Regions from separate parts of the Sus scrofa genome. Here all the other regions are linked to region 3. Evidence: chromatin contacts called from public Hi-C, HiChIP or PLAC-seq and promoter capture Hi-C data. All regions are on one chromosome and are shown on one strand. The core of a region is the stretch at or near the end of the contact, and the rest is flanking DNA. Distances in the headings are between cores, read along the strand shown. Region 1 has its middle 380 kb from the start of AKR1E2. Region 2 holds the start of PITRM1 (presequence protease, mitochondrial). Region 3 holds the start of KLF6 (Kruppel like factor 6). Region 4 has its middle 360 kb from the start of AKR1E2. Region 5 has its middle 350 kb from the start of KLF6. Region 6 has its middle 280 kb from the start of KLF6. Region 7 overlaps LOC102159132 (a long non-coding RNA gene).

Region 1 (2,700 bases), core at 93-2,592, 420 kb after region 3:
GTCTAAGTAGGGTTGCACTTTCACAGCTTTCAGAGGAGGTTAGAACTCAGCTGCGGTTGGGGCTGAATCCCTATGCCTGACCGAGTGCCTACGGCGCTCAGACATAAAAGCAGACCCATGATTTGCGCAGCGCTTGGAACTGAAAAGGCTGGGCTCCAGGACATACAGACTTGGTCCCCAGGCCTGAGGTGCCTGGTGGGAGACTGGGCACGTGGTGTCATGGATACTTGAGAGGAAGCCCCACGAGATCCTGGTCAACTGCAGCCGTCCAGCGTAGGGACGTGGGTATATCAACCGGATGCAGCCACGTGCGGATTCTGGATGAAGGTCAGTGGGGCCTGTTACTGGGCGTTGCTAACAGGTGCCAGGCGATGTGAAGGCTGCCTGCCCAAAGATCGCAGACAGCCCTGCCGTCTCCCCATACCATGTGTCAGGACATCTAGTTCAAGGCCTGGGGGCCCCGTGGGTGCCCTGGGACCTCCCTCCGCCTTGATTCCTCACTTGCACGCAGGAGTGGCCATACTCACCACCCAGGCATGACGTCAAGACTCAGCTGAGATAGGGCGTGACGTCGGAATCACAGAGAACAGAAACACAGCACGTCCTTAATAGGTACTAAAATTCTTCCCATTTTTCAAATTGCTTTGAAAAAACAAACTGCTTTGCTATCCAGAGAGGACGGCCAGAAAAACAGCATAATTCCTGCTCTGCTCTTTGAGCGTTTACTCACACGTGTGTTTATTTTTTCCCATAATAATGCACAGGAAATACACTACATCTTCCAAGTGCTGGCCGATTCTGTTTATGTTTGTTTGCACACTGAGTCCCTGATGGACAGAGGTCGTCGGGAGGCCTCCGTGCTCCGGGGCCCAGTGAACGCTGGGTTACCGGGACAGCCCTTTCCACTGAGGCAGCGGCATTCTGCCCACGATCTTTCACGTGGGTTTGATGACTTTTCACATGCCTCGTGAAAAAAATTTATTTTTTCCTTTTTGGCTGTGCTTCTCTCACAATACAAACTCCCTCTAAAACTGATGGCAGACTTTATTTGAACGCACAAGTACATTCCAGCTTGAGAATGAATCAAAGCCACATTTTTTTCCGTAGGATAAAGACACTGTATCACTGAGCTTTTGTGTGTCCTCACAGATGCGCCTCTCCTCGGCCTGGACGTGAGCTGTCAAAATCGTACTTTGTGGCTCTACGTGTCTACTGACGGGAGCTAGGAATCAGGGGGAATACTAAGGCCACTGAAATTTCCAGCTGCCTACATTTCTACGCTGAGTAATTCTGCCCGCCCCAAAAGCAAATATTTAGAACGAGTCCATGCTGACTCATGATGGAACCTTCAGGACAAAATGAACACATTGTTTCTGCTCCCTGTGCCCCAAGGGTGGGGACCAGGCAGTCCTGCCTTTAAATAGTCACAGGTTGTGTCAGTGACCTTCGTGTCCCCTCCTGATGACTCACAGGCCTAACCTCAGTTCTTACTGGTGCCACCTTTCAAAAATGTCTGTTTTCACTCCTGAGCACCTCTTCTCTCTAAAAGGGTACGGCAGCAAGTGTCCATTTCCCTCTGCCTCATAAATGAAAACGAACGATGTTGAACAAAACAAAATAGGAGTGTTTAGCCCCGAATGATGCCGCCGCAGCCGCCTTCCGCGCCGAGTGCGCCCCTTCCAGTCAGTCGAGACGCCCATGACATTTGCTGTCACAGGAATCCGGCCCGAAGCAGTTTCGTAAGTTTTCTATCACTGGTTGGCGTGTGGGGGCCGAGACAGAAATGGAGAAGGGAAAAATACGGTGGAGAGAGCCTTGGACTGACTGGGGTAGGATGATGTCAGCAAAACAACGTGGAGCCAGAAGCAGGGAGCCCTCTGTCCCCGCCTGCCTGGGACTGAAGGGTGTGGGGAACCCCTGGCTCTCTGCCGACACCAGGGACAGGTTCGGATATGCAGTCCCCCTTTTACTCCACGAAAGGCCTTTGGGCAAACCAGCGTCTCTGGGCCGCGGCGTCTCGCTGGCGCAGAGGATACTACATCTGCTCTTGGGTTTCACGGAGCAGAGATGCCGTGGGCAGAGAATGGTCTGGACACCGTGAGCCTCCCGTGGCCTCAGCCTTCCTGCATTTAGCTCCACCAATCCCCGCAACAACCCTGCCGCGCGGCAAAGGGGATCATTCGCGCCCCTTCTCTGTGCAGAATGAACTCCGCCCTCGTCAGGTCACCGCCAGGGGCCAAGCTCCGCCCTGACCCAGGCCCTGTCCACGCTCTCACCAGCTGTGCCATCTGCACCAGTAAATAATACGGACTGTTCTCATCATTATCTTCACATAAAAATACAGAAGACCGCCTGGCCGTCCTCATCGCTGCGCCCCTCCTCACACAGAGCAGTGACCCCAAAGCACCAAACTTGCCAGGTCGTGTTACCCGCGGCCCCAGAATCAGAGAGGGGCTGCCTTCTCGGGCCTGTGAAAGTCCCGCGGGGTCCGAGCAGTCCCCCACGCCAGGGCTGGGCTCGGGAGGAGGGGTCCCAAGGCAGAGGGCCTGCGCCTGCCCTCCGCCTCCCACCCATGCCCACTGGCTCCTCCTTGTTCTTCGGCCCCGCGGCCGATGGAGTCCCTGCTCAGGAATCAGATCCCAGCTGCAGGTGTGGGATCTGATTAACCCAGTGTGCTGGGCTGGGGCGCGAACCTGCCTC
Region 2 (3,108 bases), core at 317-2,816, 510 kb before region 3:
AACAATTTATCTTTCCTTTTTTTTTTCCTCTTTAAGGCTGCATCCACACATGTGGAAGTTCCCAGGCCAGGGATTGAATCCAAGCTGCAGCTGTGGCCACATCGGATCCTTTAACCCACCACACCGAGCCAGGGTCAAACTAGAACCTCCACAGCAACAAGCTGCTACAGTCAGATTCTTCACCCACTGCGCCACAGTGGAAACTCCAGCAATTCATCTTTCTTTAAAAAGTGAAATGTGGGAGTTCCCGTCGTGGCTCAGAGGGTTAAGGCCCCAAAACTGTCTCCATGGGGATGTGGGTTCCATCCCTGGCCTCACTCAGTGGGTTAAGGATCCGGCGTTGCCATGAGCTGTGGCGTAGATCACAGCTACATCTCTGATTCGGCCTGCCTGTGGCTGTGGTGTAGGCCCTCAGCTGTGGCTCCAATTTGACCCCCCGCCTAGGAACTTCCATAAGCCTCAGGTGCCATTAAAAAGAAAAAAAACAAAAGTAAAATGTCACGACTTTTTACAAACTCAAAGGGAAGGACGCTCATTCATAGTTCGAAATTAAGTGCATTCTTTTCCCATAGACCTAGTCATTAAACGAGAAGTTCCATTCCCAGAGGCTCCACTCCCACCAAAAATGCAGGTTAAGTGCAGGTGCAGAAGCCTCAGGCCTCCTCGCCCCCGCCCCCCAACTACAGGGAAATGGGAGCAAACGACTCTTCAGACCCAAAACTACCGGTTCCTTTTACTCCTCGCATTAAAATCCTCATCAATGACAGTCCCTCAAAAGCCCCGACAACCTGCGGGCAGGGCCACCCGCTCTGGGGTCGCCTGAGGACCTGGAGGCAGAGGGGGTCAGGCCAGGTCTTCTAGGGCTTTACCCCAGGGTTCCCTGGCTGCACCACCCAACCCTAAGCCGACAGGGCACCCTTCCCTTTGGGGGAGCTACCGGGACTGGGCTGGGGCGGCCGCGGCAGAGGGGCCGCTCTGCCACCCTGAGGGGCTAAAGGAGCCCCCCACCCAGGCCCTGCTGGGGGGCTCCGGGGCAGGAGCCCCCCCCCAGGCCCTGCTGGGGGGCTCCGGGGCAGGAGCCCCCCCCCAGGCCCTGCTGGGGGGCTCCGGGGCAGGAGCCCCCCCCCAGGCCCTGCTGGGGGGCTCCGGGGCAGGAGCCCCCCGCCCAGGCCCTGCTGGGGGGCTCCGGGGCAGGAGCCCCCCGCCCAGGCCCTGCTGGGGGGCTCCGGGGCAGGAGCCCCCCGCCCAGGCCCTGCTGGGGTGCTCCGGGGCAGGAGCCCCCAGGGGAGGGGTTTCAGGGGGCAGGAGACCCAGAACAGGGCCCTAACCCAGGAGCCTCCGCCGCCCGCCCGCCGGCGTCCCTCCCTCCGGGCGACTTCCTGCGCCTCCCCACACCCCCGCCGCCACCGCCACCGCGTCGCACCGGCCGCCGAGGCCCCGCAGCGCGCCCCTCGCCCTCCAGCCGCTGCGCCACATGGCCGAGGACCAGCACGGCGGCCGCCGCGACCCCGCTGATCCCGACGCACGGCCTGGGGCGGGACGCGCCGGCCGCCACCCCATTGGTCCGTGCTCAGGGGGACGCCCTCTCCAATAGGCTGGCGAGGAAAGGGGCGGGCCCCCGCGGCGGCGGGGCGGGACCCTGGGGGCCGGCCGGCGACAGAGGGGCGGGGCCCAGGGCCCGGCGGAGAGGGGCGGGGCCTAGGGGGGGGCGGGCCTGCTCAGGGAAGAGACAGCCCCGCACGGCGAGGGCCGGGGCTGCGCGGGGAGAGGTGGGCCTGTGAAGACGAGGGCCGGGCCTGCCCAGGTGAGGGCGGGCAGCTGCAGGGGAGGGGCGGACTTAAGCTGAGCCAGGTGAGTTGTGTGGTCCTATGGCCACGGGTAGGCACTGGTCTCCAGGATGGAGGTTGTGTGCCTACACCTCTGCGTGCTCACGCTTCCGTCGGCGGGTTCCTGCAGTGACTTGAGAAGGACGTCCAGCTTCAGGCTCCAGCCAGGTGCTTTAGCCCTGGGCTGTGTGGCTTCTTGGATAAGGTCCGACGACTGCATCGCATGGCTTTAGAATCACGATTCCATGATGCCATGCTCTCATGAATGGTCCCAAACAGAACGTCCCCAGTAAACGGCAGGACAGGTCTCGTGCCCCGCACAGTTGTGCGGGCCCACTGAGCCACCCACCCCCACCTGCATTTCGTGTCTGTAAGGACTACACGCCATGCCCTTCTTAAACCTCAGGGAATGGTTCAGGTGGACAGAACTTGAGCAGGTGGGCCTGCAGGGGCATTTGGGATTAAACACACCTGGGCCCGGCATCCGAGGGACTTGGGAGAAGGCAAGACACAAGTTTGCCCTCAGTTTCTCAGAGCCTTCACCTCCTCCCTTCTCTCATCTCCCTCCTTTCTCCCCACCCCGAGGTCTGTAAAGGGACTCAAGGCTTCCTGCCCCTTCTTCCAGGCTCTAAAGAAAAAGCAGTAAGTAGACAGGTGCAATCCATCTGAGCGCAGAAACGCTTTGGCAGCAATGCAGAGCGTAATCCTGCAGGGAAAAGCCACCATATCTACAAAAGCTCTCCAGAATGAAGAGGATTCTGCAGTTAACCACGTACCTCTTTATTGAGAGAACCCGGATGAACCAGGACGAGGTAATGAAAAGAAGCTATGGACACAAACATACCTTTCCTCCAGTAAGAATTTGGGTGATAAATGTTACTGAGTCACCACAATAGCTCTGTGATCTTGATGTTATTAACCCTGCTTGATTGCGCAGGAAGCGGAGGCAGGGGAGGTTATAACATTTTGCTCTCTGAAGAGTAAATGCTATATACATCCAGTAATTGCCACTTGGTAGAATGTTCCCACAGGATAAACCTCATTGACGGCTGACCTACACACAGACACACACAGAATTCATAAATAATTATTTTGAGCAACTGACATAATACTAATGTTCATATGTGACCTGAATTTATATGAACACAGATCACTGCAATGTAGAAAAGAAACATCAAAAGTCCTCTATGCAATAGCCTATGTTGCAAAAACCTCTCCGGTGTTATCCTGAAGCCGTAGGAGTAAAATCAGCAAGTGCACGTTGTCAGAAGAGTCAGAATAG
Region 3 (3,011 bases), core at 171-2,670:
TGTGAAGGTTGTAACACTTTGCATTTCATCTCCCCTAAAAGCCTTCTAGGCTTTGAAACCCATGGAATATATCTGATCTGCTAATTCACTTTGTGACAAAAAGCCAACAGCCTCGTAGGGTAGAGACAACCCCAAACCTCCTTCCACCCTTTAAAGACAATGGGACAAGTGTCAGAATCTCCCTCCCTCCAGGCAATCCCAATGAATCAGAAGGGGAAAAATTAAGTTTCTCAAATGTCCAATGCCCCAAATTCCAGACCCACTAAAAAATGCCGGAAACAGGCTCTTCTTCCCAAACTCAGACTTGAAGCAATACGGACCGGCTCATTGTCATATGACTGATAAGTCACTGTTTGTGCAAACACTGTTTTTTTTTTCTTTCTTTCTTTCTTTTTTTTTTTCTTTCTCTGGTCAAAGAAAGAAACAGGTAAGAAAAACAAGGCAGATGGAGGCAAATCGTAAGGATTCCAAAGAAGGTTAAGAAATTGAAAATGGCCTGCTAGAGAAAAGGAGCTGGCGGATGTTCTGCTGGTTTAATTCTTAATTAAAAAAAAAACCAAAACAAAACAAAACCCAAAACAAAACCAAAAAACCACCTCTACATACAAACACCAAAAAGCAAAACAAAAACAAAATCCCTTAAAAACAACAACAACAACAACAACACCCTTGGCAGTCCATGCAAGTTCATATGACCAGATCCAGCTGTGGAGTCTGGAGCTGGTACAAGCACCAAACTTCTGCCAAGGGCTGGGGCCGGGATCAGGCCGCGGAGCTGGGTCTGCCCTCCGGAGCTGGTAGTTCATAAGCCCCAGAAACGGGCAAAAACACTCGGAGTGACCAAGCGCTGCTGCGCCCCACTCAAATGTCAACTCCGCTCCACGCCGTAAAGGCCTCTTTAAAGTGCCTTCCTCACCGGAGGCAGGAGAAGTACGTTTTAGGACTAATTATTTTAATTTAAAAAAATTTGCCCAAACCACTAAAAAAAAAAAAAAAAAAAAAAAAAGAAGAAGAAGAAATGCACCTCCAACCACACACCGTCCTGTCGGTGCGTGCATGCACTCCCTCCTCGGCACACCGGGGCACCTGGCCCACGAAAATTCCTATTTACCTGTTGCCAATATTCCTCCAGGGAGGGCAGCGCCGAGAAGTAACCAGTCTCGTGCACAATCTGGAGTTCCTGGAAGATGCTGCACATTGGGAGCACATCCATGTCGGGTTGGAAAAGACAGTCACTGCTGTTGTAAAAACAGGGAGGTGTGCGGTCTGGAGTCGGGAGCGCAGCAGTCGTGCCTGCAGCGCCGGGGAAGTTCATGCAAACTCAGTGCGCAGCAATTAGGCGCCGCGGGTTCGGATCCTGCCGGAGCCCGGAGACGCACTCTCGAGCCCACACAATATTTGCAAACACCGGACTGACTGCAAACGTAACCCCTGCAAAACTTCCCTATTCAAAGCTCCTCTGCCAGCCTCCCCTCCTCCCCGCCCAGCCCCCTCCTCCCCTCCCCACGTGACTCGCCCTCGCCCGCCCATCGCACCGCCCAATCACGCCGCGCCTGGCCCGGGGGCTGCGCGAAGATGATGTCAGCTTCGGCCAATGGCGGGCGGCGGCTCACAGCGGCCCCGCCTGGCGTGACCGAGCCTCTCCATCACAGCCCTCGCCATTGGCTGAATTCGAACTTCGGCCGGCTCTGATTGGAAAGCGGCTTCGCAGGCTATTTTTAGCAGGGTATATAAGGCGCGGGCCGCCGCGCGCCGGAGGAGTCGGTGCTGGGAGGTGCGCGGCCGAGCGGCTGAGTGCGCCGCTGCCGGGCCGAGGGAGCCGGGTGTCCCTTCCGTCCCGTCCCCGGTCCCCGCACCCCCGTCGTCCTGGTCCCAGTCTTCGTCCCCATCACCCGGGTTGGTCCCCGCAGCCCGGGCCCGCGCGTTCCTCACGCCGGTCATCCGGGCCCTGTCCCCTGCCCCCGGCTCAGCGGCTCAGTGCGCCGCCGCGGGGCTGAGGGGAGCCAGACGGGGTCCCTCCGCCCCTCCCCTCCAGCCTCGGGCCGACCTGCCCTTCTCTGGCCCCCGCCGTCCCTTCCTCCCTCTCGGTCCTCCCTGTATCCCCGTCTTCCGTCCCCTTCTTTCTTCCCCCTCTTCCCCGCCCTTGTCTCCTGTCACCCCTCCCCATCAGTCCCCTTCTGTACCTGCTCCATACCCCGCAGTCCTAAGTTGGCCCCTGCGACCCAGGTGTGGTGGACAGAGCATCCCCACAGGTGTGTGTGGGGGGGTGGCGGGGCAGGAAGGTGGGCAGGGAGGGGCCTGAGATGCTCCAGAGCCGCTGTGGTGCGTGCCTCTGAGCTCCCTCCTTCCGCCCCCTTCCCGTGGAAAGGACACACACTTGGGGGACCCACCTGTGCCCCCAGATGCCTGCGGAACCTGCAGGGAAAGGATCAGAATGGCTGGGGAGACCCACGTTGGACCTGCTTGTTTTGATTCTATGAGACCACATTTTTCTTTTAAAAATTTGGGCCCCTTATGAAGGGGGCAAAAAATGAGGGTGCCTTAACTGCTCTCAGAACAGCATGGTACCAGTTGCCCACATTTCAGAAATGCACTTTCCGGAGTTTGGCCCCAGACCTGCAGAATCGGAGCTGGGGGTAGGGGCTGTCCTAGCCACTGTGTTTGGAACACGCTTCCCAGGTGAATCTAAAATGTGGGAATTGGGGTCTGGAAAGTGTCCTTTTACTTGTCACCACAGGGCAGTCCTCATTTCAAGAAGGTTCCAGGACTCTCACCAAGGTTAACGACTAGACTTTTCCTTAGCGTGTAAACAGTTTAAATTAGGTTGAAGCTGACATTCAAGGTGGGTTTTTTTTTTTTAATATATGTAAATTATCTACTGAAATATCCCATGATCATTTCAAGAAAAAAATACCAAGAACATGTAGAATGTGCCTTTTAAAACTTGAAATAGAAAATTGAATTACAGCTACTACCTTCACTTTTATTTCAAAATAGAGTTTAATGAACAT
Region 4 (2,949 bases), core at 405-2,904, 440 kb after region 3:
TGTCAAAGCGCTGGCATTTCTCGGGTTTGCTCTTCATCATCACAAGCCACGCTCCCACACGTGCTCCCAAGGCTCCCTTCCCTTGCGTCTCCCCCTCCTCCTTTTTATTCCTCTTCTCAGCGCCCCCCCGCCCCCCGCTCTTCCGCTGCTGCTTTTTATGAAATGCAAATTTGCTCAGTTGCCCACTATCCATTCAAAGAGCACGTATCTGAAAGCCCGAGTGATGGCTAGCATGTCCAGGGATCGGGACAACCTGGCCTTCCCAGTCCCGTGTCATTGCCTCCAGTAACTCTCACTGGAAAGGGCTGGAAATAACACAGGCTCCACAACAGACAGAGGAATGATTCACGGCTTCTATGGACAAGGTGGATCTGTAGACAGACAGACAGACAGACAGATGAATATAAATACACAGGTTTGACACATCTCCCATGAAAACAACTTCTGCCAAAGCATCTGTTGGGTGGAGTTCCAGTATAACCTGGAGGACCCAGCACACACCCAGGAGTCCGCATCTGCACACCACCAAGCGGCCCAAGTGAGCAGACCGGAAAGTGGAATGGACATTTCAAATATGAGACTGGTCATTTATTTAGAACTAAAACTATCTTTCTCGTGATTAGAATGGACCTATAATTTACACTACAGCCCGAGCTCACACTGACAAGCATGGCAGTCCAAAAATACAGCCTGCCCAGTGACTGAGTCAGCTTTGCAGGGAGGATTAAACTTTCGATGGCCAGTAAAACTGGCCCCAACTTTTCTTTCTTTGGGCAGAAATACGGCGGGGAATGAGCAGCTCTGTGCCATGAATGACTGGCAGACGTGTCTCTTCTTCCTCTTATCTGTGTCTGGCGCTGTGCCAGGTGATACGGGCATGCGCAACGCAGACGAGAGCCTGCCTTCAGAGAGCGGCTCCTGGGAGGGCATGAAAGCCACGGCCGCGGGGCGACCGCCGAAGCAGGAAGAGGGCGCCGAGGAGGTGCCGAGGGCCTGGAGAGTGAGCTCAGGTCGCTCAAGTTCTGCTTCCACTACTGACAGCATACAGGTCTCTACACTGAGCTCACGCATGTGGACCAGGAGCAGTCCTACCATCTCTTGACAGTGCTGAGCCCACGTGACGACAGACGCAAATGCCCACAGAGGATGCCTGGCACATGGCAGCATTCACATGTGTCAGCAACGACTATTCTTATAAACTTTGCCCTGCGTGGGAGCTTTTACACCTAGGTTCCCCTTCTGTGAACTGTGTATCCTCCAGGCAAATTATAGTTTTCTGTTCTCAATAAAATGCATACTTTCCTGCCTAAGGAATTTGTAGATAACAGCACTGGCTCTGTTTGCTTAATGGAATATTCCTGTTCTAACCACGGTGGATACATGACGGAGGGCAATCGAAATGGGGGTTTCTTGCCTCTGTCTTCCAGGAAGGAAGGAACCTAATGAATAAAGAACAGCCTAAGAGCCTCATCTCAGAGTCTGCTTCTGGGGATCCCACATTCGGGCAGTGAGTACCTTCACCCCTACTTCTGTTCATCTTTGCCCCATCCATTTTTACAGGAGCATGAACTCAAGGAACACCAGACGGTGTTATATTTACATGAGTTAGCAGCTGTCACAAAGATTTCTGGTAGCTGACTTTCCGGCTGCCACTCCTCCTAGGAACCCGAAACCATTACTCTCGGGATGAGGCCTGCAGAGAAGGAAACTTAGGTATGTGTGCGGTGGCTTCCGACTGCTTCAGTTCAGCTCTCGGTACTCGGATCTGGGGATGGTCTCTCAACAACCAGTGGGGAAGACACCACCATTATTCACTCTGGACACCAGCCGGTGAGAGGAAGCGAGGTCCAGCTTATGCTCCCTGTGAGTGGCAGAGCCAGGGCACAGAGGGCTTCCATTTCCAGACCGTCCCGGAGTTTGCAGTGTCAGCTCTATTAGCCTGATGATCAAGAATTAAGGCCACCTTACTAATCCGACTCATATCTCACACTAGAATAAGCAGCCAGGGTCATTTTTGTGATCGTGTGTGCACATGTGCCTGTGTGTGTGTGTGTGTGCGTGCGCCGCCTCCTTCACAAAACACGAGGGCCGACAGGAGAGCCAGAGGAGCCTTCCGTATTACTCCACTCCGCAAGTTTTCCCAGGCTGGTGGCGGAGTGAAAGCAAGTGTGTCGTCTTCACTTTGCTGTAGCTCTTCAGGTGCGGTTTCATTACACGTTTGAGAGCATGTAGTCTCCTTTCTCACTGGACTAGACTGTCGATTCCAGGGCATTCTGCATTTGGGAGAGGGGGCAGCTCCAATCTGTGAAGAGGAAGTCAGGTGGCACAGGGGAAACCCTGCTGCCCAGTGAAAAGTAAACCCTAACTGAAGATGTGCGTACGATGGACCGCGAGTCAACCACACGCCTCTGCACCGGGGCAGAAGGAAGAGCGGGTCTCACTGTGCAGGTGATTGAGCGGGTCTCACCGGGCGTGGGAAGTGAGTTATTTTATTTTTCCTGTTGGCTGCCTGTGAGATGCATTGTATGGGGGCTGCGTCTGCAGCAGGAATCGGCTCGGTTGTGCTTGTCCCCACAATGGGCTGGCTCTCCTCTGCGTGTTGTCCACTTTGTCTCAGAACTATTCGAGGCAGGTGTTCCCTTTCCCAGAAACAGCTCACTCCCCGCAATACCTCCTGATGGATGGCAATCTCACTTCCCACTGCTCTTATCTCGTTGGCTCCATGTTCCTACTGACACGGCTGTTATGGACTCTCGAGCGCTGACTCCTTACACGTCAGCATCACTTGTGTGGCCGTTCCTTGTTTCTCAGGCGCTTGGGGTTGGTACGCATCCCTGCCTTGGGGGCCAGGGCCCTCCTGGTCAAGCTCTTCCAAGGGCTCCCTGGTCAGGAGTCAGGAAGAATATAGTTTAACGATAAGTGGTCACTGGGGTTAACAAAGGTTGGACG
Region 5 (2,818 bases), core at 252-2,751, 350 kb after region 3:
CAGTCACTCGCTGAACTGTCTTCTGTGCTCTGGCAAAGATAGGGGATCTATCTGGGTTTCCTTAGCGATATTCCAAACACATTTTTTTTCTGCGCTCCCATACCGAGCGAGCACATAGTTTGGGAGGAATTCCTGTCGTGTGGGAGGCCGGCTCCGCTCCATTCACACACTCTCTCTCCCAGATGTGACCCCGTGGGCTTAGCCCTATGTCCGCTGGGGCCGCCAGGCAGCCCTGGCCGCAGGATCCTCTTGGACAACCGCAGCGGTCTTGCTGCGTCTTCTTATGCATGTGGTGTGTGCATGCTATGCTTCAGCATTTTTTAAACTCTTCCTTTGAGTAAATTAAAAAAAGTTTGTGAAAAAGTTTGCTCCAGGAAAAGGGAGCCAAAGGGCTCGCTGATTCTTTTAATTGAATAAGGGGGGGGGCGGGGAATGGGGAGCGGGAGGTGGGGGGGATAGAAGAGAAAAAGGTATAGAAATCAGTTAGCCTCATGGACGGCTAGATGAGGTCCCTTGCTATTAAAAACATCCAGAGTGAGCCCTGGGGGTGGCCAACAAAGAAAGGGGTTGCTATTATTTGGGTTCCTGTTAAAATCTGACCCCACAGGGTGCTTTAAATCTCCGTGACCAGGGCACTGCCCTCTCCGAAACAGCAGACCTTCAGATGTGCACGGGAGACGAGACCCGGGATACCATTTAGAGGCCTCTTTGACCAGGGAAGGTCACCGTGTGACCATTTCAGGGGGACACCTGCAGCACGGCTTTGTCAACAGGGCCTTGGATCTGAACAAAACACACGCAGTCACTTCCCACCAGGACGTGACACTCGGGGCCGGCCCTGAGCCGGGCACATCTGGAAGGTGGCTCTTTCAGGGGGGCGTTTTCTCTCCGTTCCACGTCCGGGAGCGGGTGAGCGAGAAGCGCTGCCTTCACAGCCCGACTGTGCGTCAGTGCCATCGGTCGGGGGTGCGGCCAGGGCGCTGGGGCGCCTTGAAGGGCAGGCGCGGAGCCTCCAAGGCCGCTGTTCTGAACCAGGGCCTGGTGGGGGTGGGGGCCGGGTCTCAGGCCGGCCGGGGCTTAAAAACGGGGGATAGAGATGCCACGCAAGGGCGACTGGGCGAGAGCCATCCCTCACCGGGCGTGATCGCAGTTGTCCAGCCGCCGCCCCGGTCGCTAAGGACACTGGCTCAGCCCGCGGGGACAGCCGTGCCGGTGGAGTCCAGGCGGCTCGGTCATGAGCGCTGCGGTCCCGCTGTTGTTAACAGCAGTCCCGGCGACCGTCCTCAAGGCCTGGGAAAATGTCCACAGGCATGAGCCCGCCTTCTGCGCATCCGAACTCTACGTGACTCAGGGTCACTTCTTCACATAAAGAACGCGGGGGCGGCAGCTTGGGGGAGAAAGGACTCAACGCCAGATCGCCCACGTTCAAGGGTGAGCGTCCCGGTCCCGCTGCACGAGGGCTGTGCCGCCGAACGCACAGGCCTGTCAGCTTTTTGTGCGGAATCCTGCCAGGGGAACCCGCGCGCTTGCGCTGGGTGAAGGCAGCGTAGACCAGTGGGCGTGGGCCCGAGGCGCCTTGAGTTCCCAACCTTTACTCAGAAGAAAAACGCCCAACGGCGCTGGACTTCTACCGGGAAGTTTTCTGGGTCCCGGAGAAGGACGTGTCTCCCGCTGCAATTAACTCAGAAGACGCCCCTGCCTCTCGGGGCTGCGGCGCTTGCAGAAGGCCCGGACTGGATGAGCGCCACATACGTCCCCACGCGACGTTGTCCTTCCTTTTAAAAATCATTCCGGGAATCGTTTATTTTCTGGAGTGGGTCGTCTTTATTTGTTTACCCTGGAAACCACAGTTTGACATGCTGTCTTTCGTTCCTGGCGAGGCGATGCGAAAGGCAGAAAAACCCCGCTTGTTTGCAGTGCCAGGGATAAAACACTTGACTGAAGGCCAGGTGCGCTGCCCCCAGAACCTTCCCATCGCCTCTGAGGGACGAACATACATCCTGGATCCGAATCCTCGGCAAGTTCAGGAGGTTAGAGGTGACTCAGTCTCCACGAATGCAGTCTGGTCTTATTTTAAGAAGGCCTCTGAGTCATGTGGAGTTGTGTCAAAACATGTGTTATGTTATGTTATTTTAAAAAGGCAGCTTGGAGGGAGGAAATTGAACCATCTTTTTTTCAGAAAACCTGCCCTTTAATGGAAGAAAAGGGCAAGTCAGTTTCCCACACATCTCCCTCGGTCCCGCAGGCTCTGCTTTGACCCCACACGTATATTCTTCATGGGCTTTGCTATTACCATACTTTCTTGGAGCGTTTCAAGTTTGCAACTTGAGCTGTTCTGACTTCATATTTATTGTTCGATGTGGTTACAGGCACCGCTTAAGACTGAATAACATGTACTATCGCTCTATTATTATCTTGATTGATTAGCTACCCGGTGTGATGGTTCTACAGCTACATGCACTATTTTTATCAATATAAAATATGCATAATTTTAAGAAACTTTGGTGTTCTCAACTCAAATATAGGAATAGAACCGATCCTGTGGCTATTTCGGAGTTGTGACAATGTACTTGAAAGTCCCTGGGAAAGTGGCATGTCTTGGGGGTCAGTCAGCACAGGTCACAATGGGCTATTGGGCTGGTTAGGACCAGCTTCGCAGATCTCGCTGCGGCCTGCGGAGGGGCAGGCCTGCCCTGCAGGTGAGCAGGTCTCACTCGGTGACTCCCCTCTGGCACCGTGATCTCCCTGGCCTTCCCAGGTCACTGCCCGAGGGCCTGGGGGGGAAGAGCCCCGAGAGGAGAGGGAAGCCCAACCAGGA
Region 6 (2,700 bases), core at 50-2,549, 280 kb after region 3:
GAGCAGCCATGCGGGAGCTCAGTCTCTAAATAAAAGACGGCAGAGGAGAGCTTGCAGGGCGGCAGTCTGAAACAGGGCTTAGCACATCTACTGGGGCGGCTTCCCAGGAGCCTGGAACGACGGACACGAAGAGACGACCCCTCTTAAAGGGCTCGCGTAGATCATTCGCGGGCTTTGACGTGGGTGGGACCAAGTGGGAGCGTGGAGGGAGTCACCTTGGAGCATGCGCCCCTGGCAGGCACGAGATCCTGTTCTGAGGATGCGAAGCTGCCCTCGTAACAGGAGGTCAGAAAACGAAAAGACGTGGGGGGGGGGGGCGTGATGGAGTGAACCCCGCCTTCAGCCTGCAAACCCAAGGACAGGAGGAGGACTTCTGTGCTGCCAAGTAGCTGCCTGGATGGTTTGCATTATTTTATTTTGCACATGGCACGCCTGCAAACACCACCGCGACTCACTCTGCGTTGATGCAAACATTTTTAAACATGACTTTTTAAAAGTTGAAGTGTAGCTGATTTACAATGTGTTCGTTTCAAGTGTACAGCAAATATACACAGACACATACATATATACGCATGTGTGTTTTCCGATTCTTTCCCAGAATAGGTTATCATGGAATCCCGAGCACGTTCTCTGTGCTCCACCGTATCTGTTTCATACAGAGTCGTGGGTATCTGCTAATCTCAGACTCCCCATCTATCCCTCCCCGCTTCCCCTTTCGGTAACCGTAAGTTTGTTTTCTATGTCTGTGAGTCTATTTCTTCAACACTCATTGCATGGGCTTCTTCGTTGAGGTACCTGTTCAGATCTTTTGCCCACTCCTTAATTGAGTTGGATGTTTCTGGTTGTTGTTGTCGCGTTTTAAGGGTTCTTTGTATACTTTGGATTAAGTTATTTATCAGAGATCTGTTTTGGAAATATTTTCTCTCAGTCTACGGCTTTTCATTCGCTGACAGGCGTCTCTTATAGAGGCTACGTTTACGATTTTGATAAAGCCCCACTTAGCGGTTGGCGTTCATGGCGCTCGCTTTCGGTATTTCCTCTAAAAGTCCTTTTGCCATCTCCACGGTGCCGTGTCTTCTCCTATGTTAATGTCTTCCTGGTGTGCTTCATTTTGAGGTGATAGAATATACAGAAGGTTTTCTTTTCAAGTTATGTATTTATTTGTCTTAAGAAATACTGTCTTGATCCTAAGTGGCATGAAGACGTGGCACAATTTTTTACAGAGTGCGTGCGGTTCTCTGAGTCATTTCCTCACGGAGCCCCCAGCTCACTCTTGCTTCCTTCTTCAGATCTGTCCAACAGGGTGACACATCTGTTTGTGGAGCTTTTCATTTCAATTAGTATACGTGTTACCTAGAAATTCCTTTTAGTTTGAAAAGCTGCTTGACCATGTTTGTCTCGTAGTATTTGTTCCCACAGAACTAAATATAGCACATCTACTTGTTTTACTTTTTCGTCTATAGTTCCACACCAAAAATCCTCTGCCAATCAATCTGCCATCTTTTTTTGCCTGCCTGCACCTGTTTACTTCCGAGGTCTGGCTTCCTCGAGGGAAAAGAGACTTTTGCAACTTTATCTGTGTTTGTTCTTTGAGGCTGGGGTTGAGTGCAAGCCCAGCTACACTGTGCCAAGCGCCTGGGGCTGCTGGATCCCTGGCCCACTTTCCTCGGAGGGCTCGCTGTGCGTTTTGTGGGTTCCCAGGCCCCATGAGGACTGGCCCAGGGCTGTCATTTCTTAGGAGACACTGCTTTTCTTCCTCCTCTCAGGCTGAGGTTGCTCAGACTCTCGGGTTCCAGGGAAATTTCCCATTAAGTGACTTATTCCGAGAGCTTGGGTCTTGGGCAAATGGCTGTCTCTGTGGGCGCCCCACCCCCACCCCCGGGGGGAGGGGAATGAGGTGAGTGCCATCGCCACCGCCACCCCGTGGAAAGCTGACCTCAGGCCCAGTGCACCTCTGGGCAGTGCCAGTCCTGTGCTCTGCTCCCCACTCATGCTCAGCTGCCTGACCTCAGATTGTGTCCACCTAACTTGCTACTTTTCATTAATTTTTCTAAAAAGAATGTAAATCCCTTATCCTTAATTTTATTTTTTTATTATTATTTTTTCATCTTTTTAGGGTCTCACCTGCAGCATATGGAGGTTTCCAGGCTAGGGGTCCAATTGGAGCTGTAGCCGCCAGCCTACGCCACAGCCACAGCAACTCGGCATCCGAGCCACATCTGTGACCTACACCCCAGCTCACGGCCACGATGGATCCTTAACCCACTGAGTGAAGCCAGGGATCGAACCTGCATCCTCGTGGATAATAGTTGGGTTCGTTAACTGCTGAGCCACGACGGGAACTCCTCTTATCTATTTTATGGTAGGACTTCTTGGGGATCCCACCTGTCTTCGCTCATCTAATTTACCAACTATGGGAACGGTAGAAATCTTGTATCCTTTTAATCTACAAGCAAAGCATCTCAGTGGCCTGGCAGCACCCTCGTCCTCTAACCTCATCGCCCTTTTAACATGTGACGTGGCTGCTCGTGTCACCTGCCTTCTTCAGTGTTTCGTGGGGACAACCACCAGTGTGCCTTCCCCTCAAGGGGTCATTCTGGCCTCAATTCCATGGAAGCCAGCAGATAGGACTGTGCACAGGCCGTTTATCCCAACTGTATAAAGCGCCCTCCTTACTCCAGGAAGCCTTCTCTCCTGGCT
Region 7 (2,932 bases), core at 106-2,605, 490 kb before region 3:
GACTGAGCGCCCCTGGCAAGCAAACCAGCAGGTGCTCCAGCCAGGCACTGGGCCGGGGGCTGGGGGGTAAATAAACACAGAATCAGCCCACGGCTCTTCCCTGAGCCTGGAGAGCTGCTGTGCCCTCTCCTTGCACAAGCCCAGGCTGCAATGCCGGGCGCGCCTGGTCCCGGAGGGGCCCCAGTGAGAGGGTGCAGGTGCCGCTTGCTGAGGCTCAAACCACCTTTCCGTGGGAGCCAGCACCAACCCCGCCAGGGCAGTGTGGGGCCACAGCGTCCCAGGGGCTCTGTTCCTGGTTCTGATGGCCCCCACCGGGCAGGGGCCCCACGTGGGCAGCGACACTGCCCGCCCATCACCATTCCCCTGGTAGGAAGCTCCCTTGGGCTCACCTCTGACAGCACCTGTGCCTCAAGGGTGACTCGACAAGTATCTGATAAGGGGTCAGAGAGAAATCTGTCCTAAGACCCAGAAGTGGGAGCTTCTGGGGCTCGGGCTGTGGAACCCAGTGTGGACCCCAGACTTGGGGAGCTGGGGATGGGGGCCGGTCCTCCACGCCCCTGAGGTGGGAAACTACCTGGAACTGAAGGGTCCAGACTGGCAGAGGGGAGCTTCTGAAGGGCGGGGGAGCTGCTTCAGAGGGAGGGGTGGCAGGTGGGACAAATCTGGTCTCACGTGGCCGTGGTCCCCACGACCGTGTGAAGCACGTCGGAAGTGCTCTGCCGTGAGAACCAAGTTAGTGACAGCTCAGCGGAGTTAAAAGTTGGTGACTTCAGGTTATAGGGGGTGCCAGGCAGCGGTACTGGGGGCGGGGAGGGGAGAGGGACGGGAGGACGTGGGGGAGGGAGGTGCCCTCAAGTGAACAGCAGGAGGCAAACACACCTCCTCCGGGGAGGACGCTGGGGGCTCAGGCTGCAGCCTGACCTGGGGTGCAGTTTACAGTAAGGGGGGATGCGGGGCCTGCGAGGTGCTCCCAGCTCTGGACCGCGCATGTCCCTCTGAAACACAGTGAGTCGCTTCGTTTTCATTCACTCGTTCATTCACTGGCTCACTGGTTCAGGAGTAAACAGGCGTTTGGGGCACAGACGCTGGTGGGTCCGGCCGCGCAGTGCAGGAAGCTCTGACCCAGAGGCAGGAGCCCGCAGGTCCCCGGCGGGGCAGCAGCAGAGGTGGGGCTGGGGGGGGGAGCCGCCTCCGTCCAGGGAGGGGCGTGCGTCCCTGCTTCGGACCTGAGGAGGCTGTGATCAACCTGGAGAGGGCGTCCCACTGAAACTCCTTCCAAAGGCAGCACAGTGATGAGCTTCCTGGCTGCGGTTCCCAGAACCAGTGACGGCAAAGCCAGCGGCTCCCTCCCAGGAAGCCTGGGCCACAGGCGGCCTTCTGCTCACCTCCTGTTCAGCATCACGACCAGCTTCAGACAAGCTTCAGCCCGTGTGTGAGCTCGGAGCCCGGGCCGGCGCAGTCGTTTGGGTGTATCTGAAGCGCACCTGTGCTTTGGTCTTCGCAGGACCCCAGGGGACAGCCTGGGGACTCTCCTTGCCTGCAGTGACCACGTACCACCCGATGGGAGACAGAGGCTGCGAGGGCCAGGCGCCTCCGTGGCTCCTGCTCCCCAGGCTCCCCTCCCTTCCCGGACCCATTTCCTTTCCTTGAATTCTTGTCACCTGGCTGGACTCCACTTCCTGAAAGGAACACTAAGAAGTCTGTGACATGAAAAGGCATCTCCCACGTCTCTGCCTTTTTGGAAAACGTTCATTGTGCTGTGTTCCCGGTCAGGCACAATAGTGAGAACGCGTCTCGGGGGCAGGAACGGGAGACCGTCCGGAAACCTCTGACCGCGGTAAAGACCCAGAGACGCTGCGAGCGCGGGAGTTGCACAAAACCCAGGCATCCTTCACGTGGCGGAGGTGGCACTGGAAGAAGATGAGCCAGCATGAAGGATGCCTCCCTGGAGGTCAGGCCCCTCCCATGACTGCAGCCCCAGGAACGCAGCTGATTATCCGCCCAATTTTCTCTCTGCTGATGAACGCCTCCCCGCAGCCTTCCGCTCACACGAAAGAACATTAAGAAACCAAACGGAGCAACGTATAAGATAATAGCCTAGGAAGATGAGTTTTGGTAAAAACAAATATATCATTCACGGACGCTACAGGCTTCAACACTTTTCCTAAAAGCACACGAAGCCCTCAGCTCTGTCAGGATCCAACCGACAGGTAAGCATTGGGCTAGAATATTACGAGCGGTTTCTTTCTTAGCCATTAAAGTGTGGGAACCCTTCACTTCCCCAGCCAGCCAGCCGTTCTGCTTGCCCCCAGGGTCTTTTTGTCTCCCCACCTGAGAGTATTTCGAGGCATAAAAGAAGACCTAAAACTCTGTGGTCATGAGGAGGTGTGGCAGCAGAAAAGGGAACACACAGGCGGCGGCATCTGCAAGCCCCGTGTCATCAGATGGGACCAGACAGTGGGTGGAAATCCAGCAGGCACTGCCGCAGGGTGCCAACCCCACCTGATGCACAGGAGATGCTGCGTAGTAATATAATAAAGAACACACGGGCTCAGCAGCCACGGTCACACCTCAGCACGCCACACTGGATCCACACTGCTCACGGCTGCCGACAGTGGGGAGGTCCCGACACCTCCTGGGTAAACTGGGAACTGGGTAAATTAGGGGTAGAACCAGGCAACAGTTTACTGTAACCTGTTAGTCCAACAAAACTCCTCAGCAAAACGTTCCTCCTGGTTGTGTGGAATTTATTTGCTCGCCTTGTTTCAACCTGTTAATCTCAAGAATGATTCAAGCTTCAATGGACTCTGACCTAAAATTAGCTGCAATTTTTTTTTGCACCTGTCTCTAGCCACATTTTTCTTAGAAGAGATCAAATAGCTTTAGTCACATTCTCTATTATAAAAAACAAAAACAAAACACCCAGGAGTTC

The links. Promoter capture Hi-C pulls out the DNA fragments that hold promoters and counts their contacts. Hi-C and Micro-C count contacts between places; a contact is called where the count stands out from the background. HiChIP or PLAC-seq counts read pairs in DNA pulled down with a chosen protein or histone mark.
Region 1: a promoter capture Hi-C map of skeletal muscle shows a contact between it and region 3, with 14 times the contacts expected there. The contact joins the enhancer-like site here to the promoter of KLF6 in region 3. A contact is called at or near these places in 1 of 5 promoter capture datasets (skeletal muscle), 8 of 47 Hi-C or Micro-C datasets (embryonic fibroblasts, heart right ventricle, mesenteric adipose tissue and 3 more) and 2 of 2 datasets of contacts at active chromatin or transcription factors (alveolar macrophages and skeletal muscle).
Region 2: a contact with region 3 is called in a Hi-C map of liver, with 10 times the contacts expected there. The contact joins the promoter of PITRM1 here to the promoter of KLF6 in region 3. A contact is called at or near these places in 1 of 5 promoter capture datasets (fetal skeletal muscle), 1 of 47 Hi-C or Micro-C datasets (liver) and 1 of 2 datasets of contacts at active chromatin or transcription factors (alveolar macrophages).
Region 4: a promoter capture Hi-C map of fetal skeletal muscle shows a contact between it and region 3, with 4 times the contacts expected there. The contact joins the enhancer-like site here to the promoter of KLF6 in region 3. A contact is called at or near these places in 3 of 5 promoter capture datasets (fetal skeletal muscle, liver and skeletal muscle), 3 of 47 Hi-C or Micro-C datasets (mesenteric adipose tissue and skeletal muscle) and 1 of 2 datasets of contacts at active chromatin or transcription factors (alveolar macrophages).
Region 5: a contact with region 3 is called in a Hi-C map of embryonic fibroblasts, with 4 times the contacts expected there. The contact joins the enhancer-like site here to the promoter of KLF6 in region 3. A contact is called at or near these places in 12 of 47 Hi-C or Micro-C datasets (embryonic fibroblasts, fetal heart ventricle, fetal skeletal muscle and 6 more) and 2 of 2 datasets of contacts at active chromatin or transcription factors (alveolar macrophages and skeletal muscle).
Region 6: an H3K27ac HiChIP or PLAC-seq map of alveolar macrophages shows a contact between it and region 3. The contact joins the enhancer-like site here to the promoter of KLF6 in region 3. A contact is called at or near these places in 1 of 5 promoter capture datasets (fetal skeletal muscle), 1 of 47 Hi-C or Micro-C datasets (embryonic fibroblasts) and 2 of 2 datasets of contacts at active chromatin or transcription factors (alveolar macrophages and skeletal muscle).
Region 7: a Hi-C map of subcutaneous adipose tissue shows a contact between it and region 3, with 1.8 times the contacts expected there. The contact joins the enhancer-like site here to the promoter of KLF6 in region 3. A contact is called at or near these places in 1 of 5 promoter capture datasets (fetal skeletal muscle), 7 of 47 Hi-C or Micro-C datasets (embryonic fibroblasts, fetal skeletal muscle, fibroblasts and 2 more) and 2 of 2 datasets of contacts at active chromatin or transcription factors (alveolar macrophages and skeletal muscle).

The regions. Positions count from the first base shown.
Region 1 is chr10:66,068,038-66,070,737 of Sscrofa11.1, reverse strand. No RefSeq gene overlaps it. Among named protein-coding and RNA genes, the nearest start is that of AKR1E2, 380 kb to the right of the region's middle. Within about 2 kb of position 1,342, at least 26 of the 83 cell types and tissues checked have an H3K27ac peak or open chromatin away from gene starts, as enhancers often do. A contact at or near this core is called in mesenteric adipose tissue, omental adipose tissue and skeletal muscle, where this site is marked.
Region 2 is chr10:66,995,377-66,998,484 of Sscrofa11.1, reverse strand. It overlaps PITRM1 (presequence protease, mitochondrial), which reads right to left and starts at 1,566. Exons shown (of 27, transcript XM_021065061.1): 1 at 1,424-1,566. The coding sequence starts at 1,560. LOC102159626 (a long non-coding RNA gene) reads left to right here and starts at 1,723. Exons shown (of 4, transcript XR_002336448.1): 1 at 1,723-1,804; 2 at 2,412-2,638.
Region 3 is chr10:66,486,854-66,489,864 of Sscrofa11.1, reverse strand. KLF6 (Kruppel like factor 6) reads right to left here and starts at 1,420. Exons shown (of 5, transcript NM_001134353.2): 1 at 1,112-1,420. The coding sequence starts at 1,213.
Region 4 is chr10:66,049,381-66,052,329 of Sscrofa11.1, reverse strand. No RefSeq gene overlaps it. Among named protein-coding and RNA genes, the nearest start is that of AKR1E2, 360 kb to the right of the region's middle. Within about 2 kb of position 1,654, at least 3 of the 83 cell types and tissues checked have an H3K27ac peak or open chromatin away from gene starts, as enhancers often do. A contact at or near this core is called in fetal skeletal muscle, where this site is marked.
Region 5 is chr10:66,133,439-66,136,256 of Sscrofa11.1, reverse strand. No RefSeq gene overlaps it. Among named protein-coding and RNA genes, the nearest start is that of KLF6, 350 kb to the left of the region's middle. Within about 2 kb of position 1,501, at least 27 of the 83 cell types and tissues checked have an H3K27ac peak or open chromatin away from gene starts, as enhancers often do. A contact at or near this core is called in alveolar macrophages, embryonic fibroblasts, mesenteric adipose tissue and 4 more, where this site is marked.
Region 6 is chr10:66,209,315-66,212,014 of Sscrofa11.1, reverse strand. No RefSeq gene overlaps it. Among named protein-coding and RNA genes, the nearest start is that of KLF6, 280 kb to the left of the region's middle. Within about 2 kb of position 1,299, at least 10 of the 83 cell types and tissues checked have an H3K27ac peak or open chromatin away from gene starts, as enhancers often do. A contact at or near this core is called in alveolar macrophages, where this site is marked.
Region 7 is chr10:66,975,129-66,978,060 of Sscrofa11.1, reverse strand. LOC102159132 (a long non-coding RNA gene) reads right to left here. Exons shown (of 4, transcript XR_002336446.1): 4 at 1,032-1,910. Among named protein-coding and RNA genes, the nearest start is that of PITRM1, 20 kb to the left of the region's middle. Within about 2 kb of position 1,355, at least 4 of the 83 cell types and tissues checked have an H3K27ac peak or open chromatin away from gene starts, as enhancers often do. A contact at or near this core is called in subcutaneous adipose tissue, where this site is marked.